Linked DNA regions of Ovis aries: region 2 is linked to region 1. Evidence: chromatin contacts called from public Hi-C data. All regions are on one chromosome and are shown on one strand. Each heading gives the region's core, a stretch centred on a gene start, on an enhancer-like site or on the middle of the called end of the contact. The rest is flanking DNA. Distances are from core to core; before and after follow the strand shown. Region 1 has its middle 30 kb from the start of TRNAS-GGA. Region 2 overlaps PDE7A (phosphodiesterase 7A).

The links. Hi-C and Micro-C count contacts between places; a contact is called where the count stands out from the background.
Region 2: a Hi-C map of muscle shows a contact between it and region 1, with 6 times the contacts expected there. The contact joins two enhancer-like sites. A contact is called at or near these places in 11 of 16 Hi-C or Micro-C datasets (blood, hypothalamus, liver and 5 more).

What each region holds. Positions count from the first base shown.
Region 1 is chr9:43,327,788-43,333,651 of ARS-UI_Ramb_v3.0, forward strand. No RefSeq gene overlaps it. Among named protein-coding and RNA genes, the nearest start is that of TRNAS-GGA, 30 kb to the left of the region's middle. Within about 2 kb of position 3,649, at least 22 of the 54 cell types and tissues checked have an H3K27ac peak or open chromatin away from gene starts, as enhancers often do. A contact at or near this core is called in muscle, where this site is marked.
Region 2 is chr9:43,105,419-43,111,282 of ARS-UI_Ramb_v3.0, forward strand. The region is part of intron 4 of PDE7A (phosphodiesterase 7A); the gene reads right to left. Among named protein-coding and RNA genes, the nearest start is that of PDE7A, 77 kb to the right of the region's middle. Within about 2 kb of position 2,538, at least 2 of the 54 cell types and tissues checked have an H3K27ac peak or open chromatin away from gene starts, as enhancers often do. A contact at or near this core is called in muscle, where this site is marked.

The sequences.
Region 1 (5,864 bases), core at 2,399-4,898:
ATGTTTCAAGCAACTTCTTGCAGTCGATGACAGTGAGGTGCTCATCCTATCAGTCCCAGTGTTCCCTTTCAATGACAAAGTTTTAACTGGCCTTGTCCAATCCCAAAATGAAAATCAGATAGCCTATCTATGTAATTTAATAAAAATCAGTATAATGCTCTATCCTAGATAAAAAGGAGAAACAAGAGAGAATAATTTATATAAAAGAATATATATTTTAGTGAATTAGGTGGCTGGTCTTGACTACTATGGTGGACCTAATAGGAGATTCAATGAGAATGTGAGGTTGTGAGTACAGACACAAACAGACGAGTTTCAAGGTAACTCAAATACTGTGAGTGGCATGGCCATTGGTGATGCTGATTTTTCAAAATTGTGAACAACTTTTGGTAAAGTTCTGAACAAGATAAAGAATGGTCTTCCCTGATGTACAAGGTAGCTGCATTTCTGGAAAAATCAGCATATATTATATGAAAGCTGGGCAAAAAATTTTGCATTTACATGTTAAATGGATTTAGGTCTGGCTTAGGTAATTATGGGGCTTCCCTGGTGGCTCAGCTGGTAAAGAATCCACCTGCAATGCGGGAGAACTAGGTTCGATCCCTGGGTTGGGAAGATGCCCTGAAGAAGGGAATGGCTGCCCACTCCAGCATTCTGGCCTGGAGAATCCCATGGACTGTATAGTCCATGGGGTCGCAAAGAGTCAGACATGACAGAGTGACTTTCACTTTCCCTTTCTAGGTAATTATGGGCTTCCCTGGTGGCTCATACAGTAAAGAATCTGCCTGCCAATGTAGGAAGCCTGGGTTTGATCCCTGGGTTGAGATGATCCCCTGAAGAAGGAAACGGCAACCCACTCCAGTATTCTTGCCTGGAAAATTCCATGGACAGAGAAGCCTGGTGGGCTACAGTCCGTGGGGTCACCAAGAGTCAGATACAACTGAGTGACTACATTTTCACTTTCTTTTTCAATCACTTCTCCAAGTTTTTATGAAGACATTTAGGGGGTTAGCAAAGAGGTATTTACGATCCATGGGAATAATTTCTTCTTCATTTCTCAAAGGACTGCTTAATGGAATTGCCCTCAAGTGTGTTCAGGGACCAAAGGACAATTCCTCCCATCCCCGCAGAAGCACTATGGTGGGGGAAAAGTTTGGTTGGAAGATCTGGTTTGTAGTTAATGTTACCCTTTTCACGTAATTAGCTTTGTGATCTTGTGCAAGTCACAACCTCTGTAAGCTATAATTTTCTCACCCATAAAAATGTACTAAAAATACACTGCCTCACCGAGCTGTGAAGATGAAATGAAACAACGTATGTGAAGGTGGCTTGTAAATGCTAAAGCATGATATAAAACGTTAGTCGTTGGTATTAGAAGGGTGCAATATCTAGTCCCACCTTGAGAGATTTCGAAAGCACAATTCTCTAGCTTCACAGATACAAGTCGTTTCGTGCAATGAATGCGGGTAACTTTTGAATACCATATGGGGACAGTATCTAGAGAAAGTGAAGAGTATGAAAGGAAAGAAATAAATTCCAGTGAGAGTCTCTCTCTTTACAGCTTATTCCTTCCTGTGCCCTCCTCAGCAAACACTGGGGCCTGATTTGGCACTGCAGCAGCACTAATCCTGGGCTTTTGAGCTTTTCTCCTTATCAGATCTCATGGACAACATCGGGTTACCCAGAAGTCACATTACTGGTTAATCTAGGATTGGTCTGCTAGCTCAGGATTTCTGAGTTCAGGCTAGGACGAGAATTTGCTATTCCTGGCAGCCTATTTATTGTTGGGAAAATGAATGATTTTCACTGAGACTCTGTTCTCTTTCTACATTTCAAATTATTCAAATGGTCTCTTTCTGTGAGTGGATTCAGGTAAGAATTAGCCCCGTGAGGTGCTTATCGGAAAATGGTGATATTGACAAGATCCAGAGAGCATAGTAGCTTAGAGTGAAAACGGCATGTTCAGAAGGGTAGGGGACAACACTGAAAGCACCCAGCTTTGAGATGTATCTCTGACACTTAACCACCCTGGGCCTTGATTTCCCAGCTTCAAAGTCAGGCAGTTAGACCAAAACTGAGTCATGAGGTCTCCCACGTCTCTGCCCACATTTAAGATTCTATCATTCCGTGGGTCAGTTTAGAGATTAGGCTGTATACATTCCTAACCTCCTACCATGGGCAGGAGAGGAAGTGCTCCACTGGAGGGTCCCAGATGGACCTTTGGGAGGAGTAAGGATTCCACTCTGTGACATCACAATGTCCAGCCCAGGCTCAATCCTGGCTACTGAGAAGGAGAAGTTATCTGATATATTAAAGGTGGGATGCTACCTGATGGAGCTAGAAGGAATCAGCCAGCCATGACTCCGGTTCAGGTACGTGACATTTGCTAAACTCAGAACAAATTTACTGCGTCTAAAGGAACAAGGGGCTCCCCTGATGGCTCAGACAGTAAAGAATCTGCCTGCAATGTAGTAGACCTGGGTTCAACCCCTGGGTCAGGAAGATCCCTGGAGAAGGGAATGGCTATCCAGAGGACAGGACTACAAGATAGGTGTATCTCCAGGCTTAGGAGTAAGAATGTAAGCACAGAGATGATGCACCAGTTACTTTCAGGCAATGTGAAGGATCCAAATGAGCAGGCCAAATGCCGCAGGAGCTCCCAGCAGAAACACAGCTGTGGCATCTTCTCCAAACAGCCAGACTTCCTACTGTGAAGACAGACCACAAGGACATTTCCAAGACGGTTGGTGCCTAGTCCTCTCCCCATCCATTGAGGGGTGCAAAAAAGGCAAGGGAACCTCAACAGGTCAGTGTAAAATTACTTTCTAAAACCGTCTTCAATTAGTGCCTAGTGATGTCTATTCTTTAATCCAGGTATTCTTTTAAAAGCTTCTCCCCAGAATGATGTGAGTGGGTGCTAAGTCGCTTCAGTCGTGTCTGACTCTGCATGACGCTATGGACCGACTGTAGCCTTCCAGGTTCCTCTGTCCTTGGGATTCTCCAGGCAAGAATACTGAAGTGGGTTACCATGCCCTCCTCCAGGGGATTTTCCAAATCCAGGGATCGAACCCGAGTCTCTTATGTCTCCTGCATTGGCAGGCAGCTTCTTTACCATTAGCGCCACCTGGGAAGCCCCAAATGAGTAAGATACTGTTTGTGACCCCATGGACTATAGCCCACCAGGCTCTTCTGTCCATGAAATTCTATGGGGAAGAATAAACTAAATGAAAAACAAGTTAACTGAAAGAAGTATTTTAATAGAAGGTTGTATGAAAAAATGCAAACAAAATAAAAGGGATGGAAAAAATATTATGGATTAGCAACCAATATTGATTCTCAAGTCTGCTTTTGAAGTTTCAGGGCTTAAAAGGCAGAAGGTCACCCCCAGAAACAGTGAAAGGGAAGGGCCTTCTGGTTGAGAAGAAAGTAAAACAGTTCAGAGACTGTCTACCACTCCTCCCCCTAAAGAACTCCCACTAGTGAAATCATCGTTGGGGAGGCAGACAGTTCTGTTTTCTTTACCTTGCCTTGGGGTTTTGGCTTCTAACTTATTTGTTTCTTCCTGGAGTCTCGAGGCCCTGGGAGGCTCTGAGTGACGGCAAATAGCTGCTCTGTTTACCAGGAGGGCGGAGGGTGGGGTGGGTGCCAGGCTCTGACTCATCCACATTGGCTGCCCTCGGCACACCACGACCCCAGAGCCAAGTGCAGGACTGCTCGAGCAGGCACGCTGAGATTCGCCTGCAAGATCCAAGTTTATTGCCATGTTCCTTTCCCAAGTGGAAGCAACAGTCCAATGTTCTGACAGGTAGATTAGTTGCCCGCCAGGGACCCCAAGAGGAACAGACAAGCCGGGGAGACCCAGTCTCTATCCACAGCACACAGTTTTAACACTCTGACCTCCAACACCCTGGGAATAAATATATCTCAGCTGCAAAGCTAATATTCACTCACTCTATAAAAGTAGTAATAATCCAAAGCATGTAAATAAATCCAGAGGCTCAGATAAAAACAAAATGTGTTTGCACATTGACGTTAGCACATATTCAACTTCCATCTAGAGAAGCCACTGTGATTTTCACAATTAGATTATGACCCCATCTCAAGTCCTTGGGAAGTAAAAGCTCACTGGTCCAGTGTTTAGACTTTATTCATTTTATAGTCATTGAAAACTACATTTGTGCTGTGCTAAGTTGCTTCAGTCATGTCCCACTCTTTGTGACCCTATGGACCATAGCCCACCAGGCTTTTGTCCATGGGATTCTCCAGGCGAGAATACTAGACTGGGTTTCCATGCCCTCCTCCAGGGCATCTTTTCCCAATGCAGGTTTTGAACCTGCAAGTCTTACATCTCTTGAATTGGCAGTTCTTTACCACTGGTGCCATCTGGGAAGCCCTGAAAACTATGTTTAAGTTTAACCTAAAATAACACCCACAAAACACAGAACATTCTAACTTGTCTACATTTACATTTATTGACTATAATGTTCTCTGACCCTTGTGTTAGTCACACACCACAGACTTTTAGAGTTGGGGGGGGGGGGCGGTAACTAAACGATCATCCATTCCAATGTCCTAATTTCCAGAAAAGGAAACCAGCAGAGAGAGGTTAAATATCTTGACTTAGGCCATTGAGCTAGTTGGTGCCATCTTGAGACTAAGGCTTAAATCCTCTCACTCTCAGCCTGGTGGCCTCTTCAGTACTCCCTGCCCCAATTCATCCTGAAGGAATTTACTGGTTCACACTTGGACTATTTTAATTTCTAAGTCAGAATATTCTAAGGTAAGGAAATCTCCTTTTATCACCTTAGTGTGGTTATTGGTAAACTCAGGTACTCTAGGTAGGTGACACTATTCACCAAAGTTCGCCCAGCCTTCAGCTCCAAACAAAACAAGCTTTGACCAAGGTCAAGAGAAAGCACCTAAGACCTCATTCAAAAGGCTGAGAATACAGAGAAAATGAATCCAGGGAAACAGATTGCCTACTCTGCCTTCTGACCTGATTTAGTTCAGTTTAGTTCATTTCAGTCGCTCAGTCATGTCCAACACTTTGTGACCCCATGGACTATAGCACACCAGGCTTCCCAGTCCATCACCAACTCCTGGAGCCTGCTCAAACACATGTCCATCGAGACGGTCATGCCACCCAGCCATCTCATCCTCTGTTGTCCCTTTCTCCTCCTGTCTTCAATCTTTCCCAGCATCAGGCCTGATTAGAAGTAGTCTATGTTTTCAAAAAAAGGCATTTATACAGTTAATGAGCATTTTGCTTTATATTAAATATACAAACTTTGGCCTTTTCCAGTTTAGGTAGATCACTTTTCTTGTGTGTAGTAGTAATAGTTGTTCAGGCATGTCTGCCAGGCTCCTCTGTTCATGGAATCCTCCTGGCAAGAATACCAGAGTGGGTTGCTATTTGCTATTCCCTTCTCTAGGGGATCTTCCTGACCCAGGGATTGAACCTATGTCTCCTGTGTTGCAGGCAGATTCTTTACTGTCTGAGCCACCAGGGAAGACTTCGCTTATGCGTATGCATGTGTATACTCTGTGGTATGGATGTGTGTACTCTGTAAATGCACGTGCGAGTAAACTTAATCTGGCAGGCATGGAGGTTTACACCGTCCGTGGTAACTGACCTATCTTTATTACCTAGTTTGTCTCCTATATGAGCCTTTCCTGACTTAAACCATGAATTACCATTTTGTTTAGAGTTATTGATAATGTAGGAGCAATATTAGGCATGTCCAGAGTTCATTTTATGTAGAGTTTTCTATGTCTTGCAGCTCTAATTAATCTGTAAGTTTGAGTCCAGGCACACCCTGATACAGATACTCAGAGTTTTCTCCAACTGAATTCATTGCAAGTGT
Region 2 (5,864 bases), core at 1,288-3,787, 220 kb before region 1:
TTGGATGTGTATATCCACGTCTCCATCAGGAAGGTTTCCACCATTCAAACAGTTTTTTCTGCCCTCTCTCTTCCTTCTCCTGCTGGACCTCCTATGAGTCACACGTGGTACACACGGGGATTCCTCCATGGCTTTCTTGTGGAAGGAATTTTTCTTCATTCCTTTTCCTTTCTGTTTCTCATTCTGGATTATTTCAATGTTCTTATCTTCAAGTTTGCTGATTTATTCTTCTGCTCACTCAAATCTGCTGCTGAATCCCTCTAGTGAATTTCTCATTTCAGTTATCATACTTATCAGCTCCAGAACTGGTTGGGTTCTTTTTTATAATTCCTATTTATTGAGATTAGGATTTTGTTCACACAGCGCCTTCCTGATTCCCTCTCATTCTCGCCCTTGGTTTGCTTTAGCTCATTGAGCATTAAAGACAGTTGAGTTAACCTCTTTGATTAGCAGTTCCCATGTGTGGGCTTCCCCAGGGTGGCTGCTGTGATGTTCTTTTGTCATATGTAAGGGTCATAGTTTCCAACTTCTCTTTATGTTCTATAGTTTTTCACCGAGAACTGGACATGGTGCGAATTATACTTGGGGAACTGGAAATCTAATCTCTCACTCTTCCAGGACTGTTTATTTTTACTTGTTGTGGGCTGAAGCCAACTGTTTTGTGATTTTTCCAAACTGGCCTTTGCATATCTATTTGACTTTGTTTACTCCTTGCTGTGTGTGGTCACTGAAGCTCCTATTACAGTATTGCTGAAGTCAGTTGGTGACCCAACACAGATTTCCTTAAATGTCTGGTTCCAAAGGCCAGGGGGTGGGAGCAGTACCGATTCCTTAACTCTCCTGGTAGATGCTGCTGGCCGAAGCCTCTGCAGCTGAAGAGGGGTGAAACCCAGGCAAACATCAGTGCCCATGCCTCGGAATCTGCCAGACTGACTTAAAGGCCCAACTCCAAATTTCTGGAGGATTAGATCCCCACTGCCCACCCTGGCTTCACCAAGCCATGACCGGAACAGCATTCCCATAGGCGGAGGGGCTGAGGGGTGAGTGACGATCACGGATCTGTGGCCCAACACACTGCCCAACCGCTGAAGAGCAGTGTCCAGCCAGCGCCTGGAGTCCTGAAATAGTGAATTCTGCCCATCCCCCGCTTTAAAGTGGTTGTTTTGATGGAGAGATCAACCCCTGGAGCTTCCTACCCTGTTATTTTGAGGCACACCGTCACTTTCTTTTAAAAGGTATGTTTTTCCTGGTCCTTTCTGGGAGGAGCTGCCCTAAGCCTTCTCCTCTCCTCAACCTGGTTTTGAGAATAGGGACAAGCTGCATGGGAAGGCTTAGCGGCCCAGAAACAACAGCTATCAATAGTCTGGCCCTCAGCATAGTTCTCAATAAACTCTTTCCTATACACACGTACACATAAAGTTTCTCTTTCATCCCACATAGCTCACAGTCTCCTTACCTTACAAATTCATGAATATCTATTCAAGTCAGTGAATGGAACTTACACGTGCCATTTTTACTAGTCAAATATAAAGTATGGAAGTCATCATCATTTACTAAATCTTTTCGCTGTTTCTAACTTTCACATTTCTTACCAGCAATTCTGTAATAACCATTCTTGTGACTAAATCTTGGCACCCACCCTGATTCCGTTAGAACAAACCCTCAGAAGTAGAATAAGCACACAGGAGCACAGTTCAATGGAGAACAGGTTTTCTAAAAGAAAATGACAAGAGACATTTCCAGAACTGTCCTAGGATAGCTTCCAAAGGATGACGGAAGAAAAGGGAATCAGTAACTGTAAATCAAGGATGAAGCATGATGAGATCATTTTAAGGTGGAAAATTTTAGTTTCTTCAGGTTTGCTTCACCCACCCTATCCTTCCTCCACACACAGATACACACTGATTCCCTATAATAAGTAAGAATAAAGTTTCTATATTGAAACAGGCAAGTAGAGGCCACTATGGAGAAGATACCAAGTTGAATGAGCAGCATCATTTAGGAATGGAAAAATAGAGGACACATGGGGAACTTCGGACAAGAAAGAGTGATCAGGGATTTCCCTGGTGGTCCAGTGACTAAGACTGCACGCTCCCAATGCAGGGGTCACGGGTTCAATCCCTGGCCAGGGAACTAAGATCCTGCATGCCACATGTGCGGCGTGGGCAAAAACAAATGCAGAAGAAAAACTATATATACATTATTATATATATTATACGTATATATATATATATATATTTTAAAGAAGGGTGATCATGAGAACTTAACTAGTACTTCCATTCAGACAATTACTAAAAAAGCTCACCCCACACATACCACATTACATAAAATCTGACCCTATTGCCAATATTCTCATGAACTTATTTTGTGACATGAGACATGCTATTATTTATTTCACAGCATAACAGACAACAGATTAAAGGTGTCTTTGTTAAAGCCCAGCTTCCACCAGGCTAGGACTATTTAAGTCCTAGGCTTGTTCTAGTTTACATGGTTACCTACATTCCAGTCCAGCTTAGAAAGCCGACAGGGCTCAGTAACTTAATCAAGTTACTATTAAGAACTGTTGGCGCTGCTGGTTCTCTTTTAAAATATCACATTACCTCACTGTGTGACCACAAACAAACTAATCAACCTTCACCCAAACTAAATGAGCCTTGTTACTTAATGATCATGGGAGTTACTTCCAGTCACCCACCCTTGGCTTCTCGGAGCCAGCAATAAAACATGGGATAGCAGTAAATTTAGAAGCCGTGTTTTTCTCTTGCTTTTCTCCTTCAGACTAGAAAGTGGACTGAAAAAAGAAATCTAGGCAATAGGTTAGCGAAACAGACAGGCTGGAAATCGACATACCTTGAGCAGTATCATGCCCAGGACTCCCAGACCTTCTTCTCTGTCAAACAAACGGCACAGCAGAGCCATCACCGGCAGTTAGTTATTAGACGAAAGAGATTTTTCACAGAAAAAGCTTTTGGATTTTGAGACTTGATCACTACCTGCTTTAATCGTCCACAAGAGGGCGCCCTGCGGTCACTATTATCTGCTACCTTAACACGACAATTATTTAGATGCATGTTAGCATGAGTTCCCCTTGGAGATTGTTTAAAAAAAAATTTCTTTTTTTTTTTTTTTTAATTCAGTGCTGCAAGGTTTTAACTCTAGACTAAAGCAAGGTCATACTGAATGATAAATGAGTAAAAAAAAAAAAAAAGACATTCTATGTTCTAATCTCTCTTTAATTTTCCTTAAAAAAGAATAGGAGCCATATCAGGAAGCCTACTGCTCAATACTGAATAAATACATTTAGTTACATCTAAATTCAAGTTTTCTGGGAAGAATTTTTACATGCAGCATGCATGGATAAAGGGGGAAAGCAGAGGTGCTGACAGCGATGGTCTTTAAGGAGTAGCCTGTACTGCTACTGAGCGGCAGTGCAGCAAGGCGAATAAACACACGAGCTCTGGAGTCATACGCCTGGGTTTGAATCCCAAGGCTGCCACTTCTACTAGTTTTGTGACATCAGGAATGTCATTTAAGTTACCGAACTGAGTTTAATTACAAATGATGGAAGAGCCATCTTTGCAAGTCGAACAAATACTGGTTAAAAGAAGAGAAACTATATTTCTAATTTTAAATGTAATTTCAAATTTCCTATTTCCTTGTAAATAGGAAAGTAACGACCAGGCAGTACAGTATGAAAGAGTAAGAAAAACAATATAGCAACAACAAAGTCCTTGCTTAGTCATTAAGTCGTGTCTGACTCTTTGGAACTCCATGGACTGCAGCAAAGCCAGGCTTCCTCGTCATAGCTGAGGGAAACGCCATGCGACAACTTCCATTCTTAAAGGAAGAAGCGGTAAAAAGGGTATGAGTTTGCGTGGGAGTTACTGTATACTTAAGACTTAGATAATCCCAGACAATAAAATCAGTATGACATAAGCTTTTAAGCTCAAAATAAACACAGAAACAGATGTTCTTTCTGTTCATATCACTAAGTATCAAAAAAGCACCCAAGTCTAACAGGGCCCTGTTAGGAAGATAAAAAACAACCCAAGTGCACATGAGGCTCTAAGGCAAAATTTAAGGAGAGTTTTGTCTGTTGTCACTGTAGGTCATCACGATAAAGACAACATGGGACATCTGATTCGACGTAAGGGCACTGGCCCGCATGAATTACGTTTATGGCTAATACAGATCATACTTACAGAAATCAAGTGGGACCTTATAAAGTCTAACTGGGAGAAGATATCCAGTTTAGTCAACTTGATGCAACAATAATATATTCAATCTTTATAATGAAGCACAAAGAAGACTGAGCACCAAAGAACTGAGGCTTTCAAACTGTGGTGCTGAAGACTCTTGAGAGTCCCTTGGACTGCAAGGACATCAAACCAGTCAATCCTAAAGGAAATCAACCCTCAATGTTCACTGGAAGGACTGACGCTGAAGCTGGAGCTCTAATACTTTGGCCACCTGATGCAAAGAACCGACTCATTGGGAAAGACCCTGATTCTGGGAAAGATTGAGGGCAGAAGGAGAAGGGGATGACAGAGGATGAGATGGCTGGATGGCATCACTGACTCAGTGGACATGAGTTTGAGCAAACTCTGTGAGAAAAACGAAGGGAAGCCTGGTATGTTGCAGTCCGTAAGGTCACAGAGTTGGACACGACTGAAAAACCAAAATGAGGCATAGGCTGCCAAAAACCAGAAACAAAAAGATGAGTAAGGCTAAAAGCCTTTGAGGCTACGATGTAGATACCTTGAAAGGTTCCCTTCGTATGGGGTGGAATAAAGTGCAAAGTGAACATAAAGGCTCAAGATAACAGGCAAAACACCTTTACATAGAATGGAACATTACCATGTGTCAGGAGTTAAAAGAAAACGGAAAACTGCATTCCTGTGGACGTGAAAGAAACATACTGCTTATATTACATCTTGCCCAATGTTGGCAGAGACACCAGGGCTTCCAGTCTGGATGACGTCAATGAGCTTTGGTGAATTCCATGAAAAGAGGGAACTGTCAAGCTGATAGCCTCGGTTACTATTTAATAATCATGTCAGAATCTTTCAAAGGAAGATCTTAGATTTTCTAAGTGTACATGTGGAGCAGAATTATAGTAATTCTTTTATGTTTAAAGAGATTAGAATTTGTTACTACAGAAGCTAAAGAGAATGTGTAACTAAAAGAATAATTTATTAAATGTAGGGACATTAAATTTAGAACAAACATGAATTTTGAAAAAATTCAATATGGAATCCATGAAGTCCAACAGTTAGAACTGGACATGGAACAACAGACTGGTTCCAAATAGGAAAAGGAGTACGTCAAGGCTGTATACTGTCACCCTGCTTATTTAACTTATACGCAGAGTACATCATGAGAAACGCTGGGCTGGAAAAAGCACAAGCTGGAATCAACATTGCCAGGAGAAATATCAATAACCTCAGATATGCAGATGACACCACCCTTATGGCAGAAAGTGAAGAGGAACTAAAAGCCTCTTGATGAAAGTGGAAGAGGAGAGTGAGAAAGTTGGCTTAAAGCTCAACATTCAGAAAACGAAGATCATGGCATCTGGTCCCATCACTTCATGGAAAATAGATGGGGAAACAGTGGAAACAGTGTTAGACTTTTTATTTTTGGGGGCTCCAAAATCACTGCAGATGGTGACTGCAGCCATGAAATTAAAAGATCCTTACTCTTTGGAAGGAAAGTTATGACCAACCTAGATAGCATGTTGAAAAGCAGAGACATTACTTTGCCAACAAAGGTCTGTCTAGTCAAGGCTATGGTTTTTCCAGTGGTCATGTATGGATGTGAGAGTTGGACTGTGAAGAAAGCTGAGTGCCGAAGAATTGATG